Linked DNA regions of Mus musculus: all the other regions are linked to region 1. A link is a contact called in public HiChIP or PLAC-seq and promoter capture Hi-C data. All regions are on one chromosome and are shown on one strand. Each heading gives the region's core, a stretch centred on a gene start, on an enhancer-like site or on the middle of the called end of the contact. The rest is flanking DNA. Distances are from core to core; before and after follow the strand shown. Region 1 holds the start of Srsf3 (serine and arginine-rich splicing factor 3). Region 2 overlaps Cpne5 (copine V). Region 3 holds the start of Pnpla1 (patatin-like phospholipase domain containing 1).

Evidence for each region. HiChIP or PLAC-seq counts read pairs in DNA pulled down with a chosen protein or histone mark. Capture Hi-C pulls out chosen DNA fragments and counts their contacts.
Region 2: a contact with region 1 is called in an H3K27ac HiChIP or PLAC-seq map of embryonic stem cells, with 9 read pairs. The contact joins the enhancer-like site here to the promoter of Srsf3 in region 1. A contact is called at or near these places in 7 of 115 datasets of contacts at active chromatin or transcription factors (the HPC-7 cell line, the SCID.adh cell line, T-cell acute lymphoblastic leukemia and 3 more) and 2 of 9 other capture datasets (adipose tissue and liver).
Region 3: a promoter capture Hi-C map of adipose tissue shows a contact between it and region 1. The contact joins the promoter of Pnpla1 here to the promoter of Srsf3 in region 1. A contact is called at or near these places in 1 of 484 Hi-C or Micro-C datasets (the N1E-115 cell line), 1 of 115 datasets of contacts at active chromatin or transcription factors (embryonic stem cells) and 2 of 9 other capture datasets (adipose tissue and pancreatic islet).

What each region holds. Positions count from the first base shown.
Region 1 is chr17:29,031,060-29,034,729 of GRCm38.p6, forward strand. Srsf3 (serine and arginine-rich splicing factor 3) reads left to right here and starts at 1,601. Exons shown (of 6, transcript NM_013663.5): 1 at 1,601-1,727. Gm16196 (a long non-coding RNA gene) reads right to left here and starts at 1,564. Exons shown (of 3, transcript XR_876716.2): 1 at 1,457-1,564.
Region 2 is chr17:29,211,938-29,215,607 of GRCm38.p6, forward strand. The region is part of intron 3 of Cpne5 (copine V); the gene reads right to left. Among named protein-coding and RNA genes, the nearest start is that of Cpne5, 24 kb to the right of the region's middle. Within about 2 kb of position 1,669, at least 17 of the 459 cell types and tissues checked have an H3K27ac peak or open chromatin away from gene starts, as enhancers often do. A contact at or near this core is called in embryonic stem cells, where this site is marked.
Region 3 is chr17:28,856,838-28,860,507 of GRCm38.p6, forward strand. It overlaps Pnpla1 (patatin-like phospholipase domain containing 1), which reads left to right and starts at 1,574. Exons shown (of 10, transcript NM_001034885.3): 1 at 1,574-2,234. The coding sequence starts at 2,030.

The DNA.
Region 1 (3,670 bases), core at 351-2,850:
TAGCTCTGGCTGTCCTGGAACTATGTAGACCAGACACCTGCTTTCTGCCTCCCAAGTGCTGGGATTAAAGGTAGTCATTACTTTTTTTTTTTTTTTAAAGATTTATTTATTTATTTATTATATGTAAGTACACTGTAGCTGTCCTCAGACACTCCAGTCTGATCTCGTTACGGATGGTTGTGAGCCACCACGTGGTTGCTGGGATTTGAACTCCTGACCTTCGGAAGAGCAGTCGGGTGCTCTTACCCACTGAGCCATCTCACCAGCCTGGTAGTCATTACTTGTTTGTTTTACAAACCAAAAAATTTTGGAACAGAGAATATCACAAGTCATTTAGATACATCAGATTTTTTGTTGTTTTTCAGAAAGTATCTCAAGAAGTTCTTTCTGGCCTAGAACTCACTAAATGTATGAACATAAAGTTCGACTCCTGTTCCCTTGGGCCAAGAGCTGAGATTATGAGGCAGGGAGGAGAGGAAAAAGACAAAAGGACGTTCAAATGAGCCCCATTACTACTATACTAGGCATGTCTAACCCAGAAAGAAAAAAAAAGATCTAGAAGGAAATGAAGTTTTGCTAGAATCTTCTGAAGGTCACAACAAAAACAGGTTTAACAACTGTAGCCTGCACCACAACTCCCTTAGGGGAACAAAAGCATTAGAGTTGTGTCTGAAAAACTGGTTAATATTTTGACCTTTCTTGGAAGCAGAAACAACTAAGTCTCCCCAATAAATCAGAGTAGCCTGAGGGGGGCCAGGCCGAGGATACGTCTGGGAGCTGGAGGCAAACGATGTGGCTTGTCAAACGAGGGTATTCAGCTATCCTGGGGTCTGTGTGTAGAGGCCCAGGGAGACCCACAGGTCTGGCAGCCAGAGCAAAGCCCTTACAAAGGCCGCAGGTGCCCCTCCTAGCATCTGCATGGCGGAGCTGCGTGCTCAGAGCGTAAAGGCAACCTATGCAAAACCTTGCTCTCCTCCTGGGAAAGTGAGCCCTGTGACCGTTTGTCTTGTTTTTTTTTTTGTTTTTTCATGCAGCCTCATCAAGTCGCATTTGCCGCGCGCGCGGTTTGGGCGAGGCGGGAAAGCGAAAGTTGAGCAAACTTTGCAGGCTCTACCCTGCATCGGGGCGCAGACCGGGCACCGTGGGGTACCAGTTAAGTCGCCCAAGCTCGGTGACCTTGAGAGCGACTATAAGGCTCCTTAGTCTGCGATGGATGCCCCACAACGAGGAAGCAAGCGTCCATGTTTCACTCTGACCCGAGCCCGCGGCTGCAGCCGCCATCGCCCGGGATTAATGGCGGCAGAGTCTGGACAGCTTTATTCGGCTGCAGCCTAGGCGGAAGTGGAGGAGAGGGGGCGTCTGCGCGGCTCGCGGGGATGGCCGGGCCGAGCGCCGCATCTGCGGGACAAGCCGGCACGCGGCGACGAGCTCGCGCCACCGCGCGTACCCCACCCACCTGACGGAACGGCCGGCGCGCGCTCCCAGTAACCGCGGTTTCTCGCAGCGTTTGTAGCGCTTACGTCACAGCCTGCGCCGCCTCTGATTGGGTGATCTGGTCAGGTCATGTGGCAGAGCAGGGTGCTATAAATAGGGCGAGGGGACGGTGGTGGTCCGCCATTTCGTGACGCCGCGAGACCGAGAATCTGTAGGAGCAGAACCAGAGGGAAGCGGGTGGGCCTGTCGGAGCGTTAGGATTTGAGCTTGGGCCTTTTGAACCCAGGATCTCGGTAAGGGACCGGCGAACGGAGGGAGGGAGGTGGAGGGAGGGAGGTGGAGTTCCGCAGACTCGAGGTGGGGCCGGGCGCAATGGCGGCACCAGATTGAGACAAAGGGGCGCCGCCGCCATTTTGTGACTTTCGGTCCCGGGCGGCGGCTGGGGCCCCGGGCAATGTTGAAGATGCTTCCAAGTCTGTAAATCCCGGACTTAATCTTTTGTCCTTTGGAGGAAGGCTCGGAGAGGGATTGCTCCAGGCTGGGGTGTGGCCGGCGTGTGTGTGTGTGTGTGTGTGTGTGTGTGTGTGTGTGGGGTAGATCTCTAAATGAATTCTCCACGTCGCGGCCTTTAGTTTGATGGCGCCTTTTTCTTCCTTGCTCCTGGTTTTCTTGGTATAGTGTCTTGAGGACTTTGTATATATTTTTTAAGACAGGTCTTTTCGTATTTACTGAGCCCCTACAGTCTCATCTTTTTTTTATGCCGACTTGGTGTTTGCTTTAAAAATCTTTTCTAATGAGGCTGCGTTTCTTAATGTAAATCATAGTTCACTTTGAGTTGGGTTTTTCTTTGACCTATTTGCTTTTAACAGGTGTGAAAACCGGGGATGGATGAGTTTCATTTGTCTTTTTGTTTGTTTTTTTAATTTTCGCGGAATGGCTTGGTCGCTCAACTGAGTCTTGGGCACAGGGTGGGGTCACGGCAAAATAGGGTTAAATTTTTTAGTTTGATAATAGTCGGTTTGAACATTATGGTGTATAGTAGGGAAGACACTTAAATGGCTTATTAAGTAGGGTTTTCATTTCGGAAGTGTGAAGTTGAAGACTTACTGAGTGTATGTCCTCAAGGTTGTATGTTGTATGTCCTTTTAGTAAAGATTCTTTTACGCAGGAGTTTAGGGTGCACGGTGCAGGCCACTACATGCCTAGCAGACCTCAACATTTACTTTTATGCACTTTTTACTAAAAGACGGGGGGTCACTAGCAAACTTCATAACTGTCATTCCTCTAGCCTGTTGAGCCACAAGCATGCTTGCCTTCCTAGCTATGATAGTTTTGTTGTGGAACCTTTGTGTGGTTCCAAGATATTTATTTTTGTTTGTTCCTGAGACAGTTCTTGCTGTAAATCAGGCTGGCTGTCTTGGTTTACTCAACTTTTTTAGATCTGGTCTCCAACTCATCATTTCCCTCCTCCTTCAGAGTGCTGGGATCAAAGGTGTGTGTGTGTGCGTGCGCACACCACCTTCCTGATGCACTTAGTTTTTGAGACAGGGTAAGTTATGCTTCAACTTCTGCATTCCTTTTTCTGTAGTGCCGGCCTTCTCAGAATTCCCTGCCTCTCCTTGGGATTTCTTTTAAGTGTCTGGATTTTCCATTTCAAGCATTTCACATGTAGGGAATTGTAATGGCCTTTTCTGGTTTTAGAATGTTTTCAAGACTTTTAAACTTAGTAGTAGACAGTATATTCCTGAATACTGTGTCACATTCTAGATCTCCATCTCCTGGTAGTCATTTAGATTGGCACAGCTTTCACTATTGAGAGCAGTGCTGTAGTGAGGCTTTGACATGTTTTTCATTGTGTCTGTAGTTCTGGGGATTAAGTTTCAGTTGCATGCTAGACAAGCTCCCCACCACTGAACCACATTGAGACTTGAATATATGCTTGGAAAACAAATGGAGCCAGGTGTGGTGACTCACAGTTGTCTTAGTCCTTGAGAGCCAGGCTAGCCTGGCCTATCTACAGTGAGACACTTTTCTTAGAACAATAGCACATGGTTTGGCTGCTTGGAGAATTTTAACTGCTTATTAGAGAAGTGTTTAGAAAAAAGTGGTATTAGTGTTAAGACAGTAAAGGAAATTTTTGTGGCAGTGTATCTTGGAAGTATTTGATTGCGACAGGACTTTAACTGTAGCCCTGCCTGGCCTCAAACTTGTGATTTTTTTTTTAAGATTATTTATT
Region 2 (3,670 bases), core at 419-2,918, 180 kb after region 1:
CCAGGCATGAGCTCCAGGGGTAGATGGTGTCATATCTGAGTGACCCTGTGTGGTCTATCTTGCCTTTAGCCTTTGTCTGCCCCACCCTCCACCCCCGACCAGGCAGTGGGCTGTTATTGCTATGGTGAAAGGTCATGGCCAAAACAACTCAGGGAGGAAGTCAGACAGGAACTCAAGCAGGGCAGGAACCTAAAGGCAGGAGCTAATGCGGAGACCACGGAGGAGTGCTGCTTGCTCCTCTTTCAGAGTCTTCTTTGACTAAGCTACTCTGCAAACTGCAGGCAAGAAGTGCGCTCAGTGCCCAGAGTGGGTTACTAATGAGCCTCCGTAGACAAGTGCACACTGCAGCCAGCTCCTACCCAACCTGCATAAACATATGTGTGAGTTCAGTGTCTGCAATTCGTGACTGGCTCCCACCTGGCCAGCGTCGCCACACTGAATCTACCCATACACTTATGTCCGAGTCACTGTGTGCCTGGCTGGGTGCTGTCTTTGCTGTCTCATTGGGGTGTGACAAATTAAATGGATGTTTGCTCATTTCATGTTTGTGTGAGTATATTCACACAAACATGAAATGAGTAAAATAAATGAGCATATATATATGCTTTAACAGGTGCTTAAAAATATATACTTACCCCGGGCGGTGGTGGCGCATGCCTTTAATCCCAGCACTTGGGAGGCAGAGGCAGGTGGATTTCTGAATTCGAGGCCAGCCTGGTCTACAGAGTGAGTTCCAGGACAGCCAGGGAAGGCTACACAGAGAAACCCTGTCTCGAAAAAACAAAACAAAACAAAACAAAACAAAACAAAAACCAACAAAAAAACCAAAAGAACAAACAAAAAACCCACATCCCTTCTAGGTAGCAGTGGCACATGCCTTTGATCATGCCAGGGAGGCAGAGTAAGGCAGATCTTTGTGAGTTTGAGGACAGTCTGGTCCACAGAGCAAGTTCCAGAACAGCCAGAGCTACAAAGAGAAACCCTGTCTCAAAAACATATATATATATATATATCCACGCTCAGCCATCCCACAGGCCAGTTAAAGTCGAATCGATGTGCATGGGGCCCAAACAACTGTACATCCTCCCGGGAGGGTCTCTAGATACAGCTAATAAGCAGATGAGGTTGAGAGCCGCTAATGAATGAGGACTGGGCCGGGGGGGGGGGGGGGGGGGGGAGAAAACTAACATTTACCCAGCTTCTCCCGTTCATTGATCAACGGGATCATTAAGCTATCTCGTTTAATTCTTTAAAAATTCTGAGGGCTGTTACCGGCTCATGAACACGGAAATAAGTCAGCAAGGTTAGGTAACCTGCCCACAGCCACAGAGCGAGAAACTCAGGATATTTTTTGTACCTCACCTGACTGGAGGGAGGAGCCACCTAAGCAAATGAAAATCAGAGAAGGTGGATTATTTTCCAAGGACTGAGGACAGCCCTGCTGTGTGCAAGCAATGGGTTCGGGGTGGGGGTGGGGGTAGGGGAACACCACACTCTAGCCTCAATAAAACCCAGCTCCTGTCTCTCCTATAAATTCCATAACAACGTCACAAACATGCAACCCTTTGCAAAGGATTTCCTACAAGCTCCCCGCCCCTTCTAAGTAAACCTCCCGGCTTCAGACAAAAGGAAAATTTCCCCTAATGGCTTCTTTGCGGGAGTCCTGCAGGTAAACACTTATGTCTTAGAGAATTCTCTGGAAAGATCAGACTTCCTGCTGTTCTCCTTCAATGCCTCTAGCCTGAAGCATTCCCCTACCAGGGCTGACAGACAACCCCACTTCCACGGCCCACCCCCAGCCCACAGTCCACGGACACCCCCCCCTTGCCCGGCAGGGAGGATGACAGTGGCTGCTTTGAAAATGGCACTTGACGCTTCAACAAGGGGGGAATTCCCTGGAGACTGCTTTCTGCTGCAGAAGGAGACGGGGGTTCCCCTGGAAACAGGATGGGAGGGGGGGCTCCGAAGGTCCCTGGAAAGTGGAGGGGCTTGAAGGATTGCTGGGATTCGGGCATAATTAACATATGTACATTGCAACTGTGAAATCAACAGCCCAGGGGCCTGCTAAGGAAGCTTTTTCATTAGTTGGACTAATAACAGCAAGGGGTGTGTGTGTGTGTGTGTGTGTGTGTGCTGAAACACAGATTTTAAAATTCTAAGAGGCCACTGGGTGCCTGTCAGGCTCAATGCATACTCTGGCTAATGAAGGCAAGAATACAATAAATGATGGATAATGGTGTGTGTTGGGGGGGGGTGTCAACCTGGACGCTGTATTATTTCACATAGAACTGCAGAGTTCTCCAGACAGAGTGGCCTTGGGGAGATGAAGTATGAGCAGCAAAGCCTGCCTGCAGTCTAACTGCTGTGTGCATCCCATTCCATCCTTCCATCCTAGGGGAGCAGGGAGGAGGCCAGGCCCCTCACCATCTCAACCTGGAGCCCGGACACTTCCTCAGAATCACCTGTCCACCACGCTAGTCCATTCGGAACCACTGCTTGGTCTAAGCTCTGGGCTCTGAGACAAGAGAGAGGGTCTCTCCTGTAGCATGTGCACCATGAACCCTAAGCAAGCCCCACACAAGCACAGGGGTCCAAATGCACCTTGGCTGTGCTGAGCCAGGAAATCAGTACATGAAATAGATGCAGAAAAGCTAGAGAACCTTCCCAGGCTACTCCGAGAGGGGTGAGCAATGTCGGGGAGGGGGCTCCCTGACCTCAGGACTGGGATGCCTCCTGGGGAGAGAATCAAAAGCATAAGCCAAAAGACGCCCCGGAAAGAAGAGCAGTTACCCTCTGAAAGGCTTTGTCCCTAGCAACAGACCCAGTGAAGCTTTTCGAGGAAGCCGCTCCCATGAGCTCCCATGACTAAGCCCCGAGAACACCAATTAAGCGGCATTAACTTCAGATCATCCTGACCAGTAGACCCTCAAAGGGAGGCAAGCCTTGAAACTGCTTTGGGGACTGAATTAAGTGGTTCCCAGGGGGCTCCGCTATACAGAAGAATTGGTATTTCTGGGAACAGGTGAGCCCTCATGCTCACGTGTCCTCATCAGAGCTCGTCAGAGCAGACCCTGATCAGCCAAGGGTCTCACCTCACCTCACATAAGGTCCGGGGCAACTGGCCTGTCAGGACAGTGGCTTGGCTACAGGCTGTGGAAGACCCTGGAAAATGCAGGCAGACAGGTGCTAGGAGGGCTCTTCTCTCAGTACCACAAACTCTCCATCTTACACCCCAGTGAGGATTCACTGACCCAGCAGGCCCAGTGTGGGAACAGCTAGCTCTTCACGGTGGCTCGTCCCTGAACAACCCACCTTCAATCCCACCCAGACCTTCAAAAGAAACCCCTACGAACACCTTCCCACTACACGTCAGAGGCAGATTCCTCCCTGCGAGGATGCCAACGTGGGTTTTTCTCTCACAGAAATAATCTCCAGCAGCCCCTTATGCTCACTCTGTTCTGCTTAAGTCCACTGAGTAACATTTGTGTCACCTAAGAAATGGGTAAGGACCCTCGAGGTGGCTAACTGGGAAAGGTGCTTGCTACCAAACCTGGTGACCCACAGGGTAAGAAATAACTGACACCTTTAAAGCTGTCCTCTGACCTCACAAGCTCATCCATGGAACCCCTGGTGGCCAGTGCCTGAGCTGGCTGGGTCAGGAGGGCGGGAG
Region 3 (3,670 bases), core at 324-2,823, 170 kb before region 1:
AGGAAAGGTGGAGTGGGGAGAAGGCAGGGGAGGAGGGGGAGGGGAACGAGGAGGAGAAGGAGGAGGAGAAGGAGGAGGGAGAAAAGTCAGAGGAAGAGTGGGAGGAGGGAGAGGAGGGGAAAGAGGAGGAGTGGGAAGAGGGGAGGATGCAGAGGAGGAGGAGGGAGAGCAGAGAAGAGGAAGAAGTAGGGGAGAGGGAGGAGGACGGGAAGGAGGGGACTAGGAAAGCTTTTTGCTGCCTTAGTGATCCGCAGTGACCTTTTTGGGTGAGAAAATCCCTCCTCTCAGAAATCATGCTGAGTAGCCCTAGAGCTAACCCTGGTCCCCAAGCCCCTGTCCCTTACCAAAACATCTCTCTGCCCTGACCCTGATGAGGAGACCCAGACACCCCACATGAGACCTCATGACCCCCGACCCCTGACCCCCATCCACAAGCTATCTATTCATGTGGCCATCTTGGAATGACCAAGCTCGCTGTCCTCTTCCCTCCTGCACACCCAAGAGACAGCACTCCAGCTGAAGACATGATGCTCTCTCCCTGAGGACCGGTGTTCAGTTCCCAGCACCTATATCAGGCAGCTCACAACTGCCTGTGATTCCGGCTGCAGGGCATCGGATACCCTCTTCAGGCCTCTGGAGCTGGCACAGGACTGAGAGGCAAGAGAGAAGACCTGCACGGACCAGGCCAGGGACAGGGAGATGACAGAATAAGAAGAGGTAGGAAGGAGGCTGGCGACTTCTGGCTGGTTACTGATGGACGCTGCGAAGAGGGACTCTCATTGGAGGAGTTGCCGCCATCAGATCGGCCGCCATCAGATCGGCAAGTCTATAGGGTATTTTCTTGATTAATGATTGATGGAAGAAGGCTCAGCCCACTGTGGGCGGTGCCATTCCTAGGCAGGTGGTCTGAGTCTGTGTAAGAAAGCAGGTTGGGGGCTGGAGAGAAGGCTCAGCGGTTAAGAGTAGTGACTGCTCTTCCAAAGGTCCTGAGTTCAAATCCCAGCAACCGCATGGTGGCTCACAACCATCCTCGTAACAAATCTGACGCCCTCTTCTGGAGTGTCTGAAGATGCAGTGTACTAAATAAATCTTTACAAGAAAGAAAGAAAGAAAGAAAGGAAGGAAGGAAGGAAGGAAGGAAGGAAGGAGACAGCGTGTAGCGATGGGGGAGCAAACCTGCATTGGTTCCTCTCGCCCTGCCTTGACTTTCATGATGAACCTTAAACTGTGAGCTGAAATAACCCTTTTCTCCCCAAGTTGCTTTTGGTCACGGTGTTTTATCACAGCAATGGAAAGCAAACCAGGGCAAACACCCAGAGCCATACTTCTCTGTTACAGTTTTTGCCCAGAGCCAATCCTAAGGTAAGAATAAATAGAGAGGTGTTTTGTGTAAGAACTTTCCAGAGTCTGAATGGGGTGGGGGAGGGGCATGGGGTGGTATGAGTTGCTCCTCCCCATTGAAAGCCAAAGCCATCCTGCAGCCCACAATGGAAGTGAGGGGAACACAGGCTGGGGAGGGGGCGTGGCGGATAGGGGGCGTGGCGTGTAACTCTGCGTCCTGTCAGTGAAGAGCAGCCTGTCAGTGAGGGAGGCACAGGGCGAGGCAGAGATTTTGCAACTGGATGCTGAGAGGCACCGCCTCTGTGGACACCGTCCAGAGCAGGGTGCAGGGAATGCCCCGCTCCTAGGTGCGCTCCGGATGGGTGGAGAGCGCTGAAGAGCCTGTACCTGACAGAAGTCTAGCAAGGGCATGAAGTGAGCAAGGGGTCTGCAGGACCACGCCCCTGCCCATGACTCTAAGGACTGTCTACATTTCATCCAGTACCTGGGGATCCCTATCAGCCCTTCCGGGGTACCTCTCAGCAGAGCTAAACAGGCCCAGGCAGTGGCTGGATGAACCACCCGTGGATGCCTGACTGGGCTGGTAGAGTTGCCACATTCCCTGCTCTTGGCTGGGGGAGAAGGAGATACTGAGCCAAGGCAGACAGGTGTGGGTTCTTCCTCCGCTGGGAGGCCATAGACCCCGAACATGGACGAACAGGTGTTCAAAGGAGACCCAGATACCCCTCATTCCATCTCCTTCTCCGGGAGCGGGTTCCTTTCCTACTACCAGGCTGGGGCCGTGGATGCTCTGCGAGATCTGGCCCCGAGGATGCTGGACACAGCCCATCGCTTTGCAGGGACGTCAGCGGGAGCGGTGATTGCGGCCTTGGTCGTCTGCGGGATTGAGATGGGTAAGACTTTTATTCTGGTGTCTTTGAAGGGGGCTGCTGGAGGGGGCTTCTCAGAACAGACCCTGGACAAGCTTGGAAGTGCACGGGGAGAGAGGCGGGAAAGCCTGGCAGCCAGGGTAGTCCCCCTTCACACACACACACACACACACACACACACACACACACACACACACGTCCTCCGTCCTCCTCCTCCTCCATGGGCGAGGCTTCTTTTAAATTGTAAACACTGCCTCAACTTCCCAGTGAGGAGGAGGGGTTCCCAACATGCAAACCCTGAGTTGAGGAGAAGCTGGTGACAGATGTGGGACACAGTGTGGGAGCTTCAGCTGTGCCCCGGTGGGCCAGAGGCCACAGTGCTGACCCAGGGCTATGAGCAACAGCCTTCTTGGCCCGGCCAACCCCCACCTGCTCGATGCCAGGCTGTAATGTAGAGCCCCTGTGAAGTTCTAGAATGTTCTAGAGAGAAAAGACAGCAAAATTCCGAATGGAGACGTCTCTCGTGTCATGATGGAAGGGATGGGGGTGGGGGGTGTCTGTGAACAAATTGCACCCGGCTGGGGCTAAAGGGGGAAAGGGGACCGTGTTCCAAAGATGTTTGGGGGGGTGGGCCATGTTGAGGAGGAGGCATCTAGGTGGAGACTGCACAAAGTAAGACATTTAGAGAAAGGACATTTCTGGGCCCCGGGGGACAGACCTGGGGGAGGAGGACTGGGGCTGAGGTTGGAGGAAGCAACGGAGGGATCAGGGATCTGGTGACTTGAGACTGTATCAGCCAGCTCCAACCCAGTGCTGATGCACCTGTGGGGTGCCAAGTCTGCCCCCAAACTGAGTCCTAGCCCTGGTATTCAATTCTGTGCACACAAAAGCCAGTTGCTGAGCTCCCTGTCTTCCGGTTTCTGCCCCGTGGTGGCCTGACCTGGGTTTGTCCAAGGAGGAACTTGATGGATAGGAGTGAACTGTTTCATGACTGGGGCACGGAGTGCTGGAAACTGTCAACTGTCTAATTTGGGGGTTTTAAGGACGCCTGACTGCTGGGTTGGAGGGGCCAGAGTAGAAACCAACTAGGGGATGAGTGAGCTCTGAGGTGTCAGTTATTGGATCTAGCCTTGAACTCTCTATGCAGTTGAGGATAACCTGATCCTCCTGCCTCCGCTCTTCCGGGCTAACCTACACTTCATGCCCATGTTTGTGGTACTGGGAATTGAACCTAAGGCTTCGCACAGGCTAGGCCAACACCCTTCCCAGTGAACCACACCCCTAGCCTTGGCCTCTGCTGCCTTATAGTAAGTTCTTAAAAATATACCGTTTCAGACTTTAATCCCAGCACTCAGGAGGCAGAGGCAGTTGCAGCTCTTGAGTTCAAAGCCAGCCTGGTCTACAGAGTGAGTTCCAGGACAGTCAAGGCTACACAGAAAAACCTTGTCTCAGAAAACAGT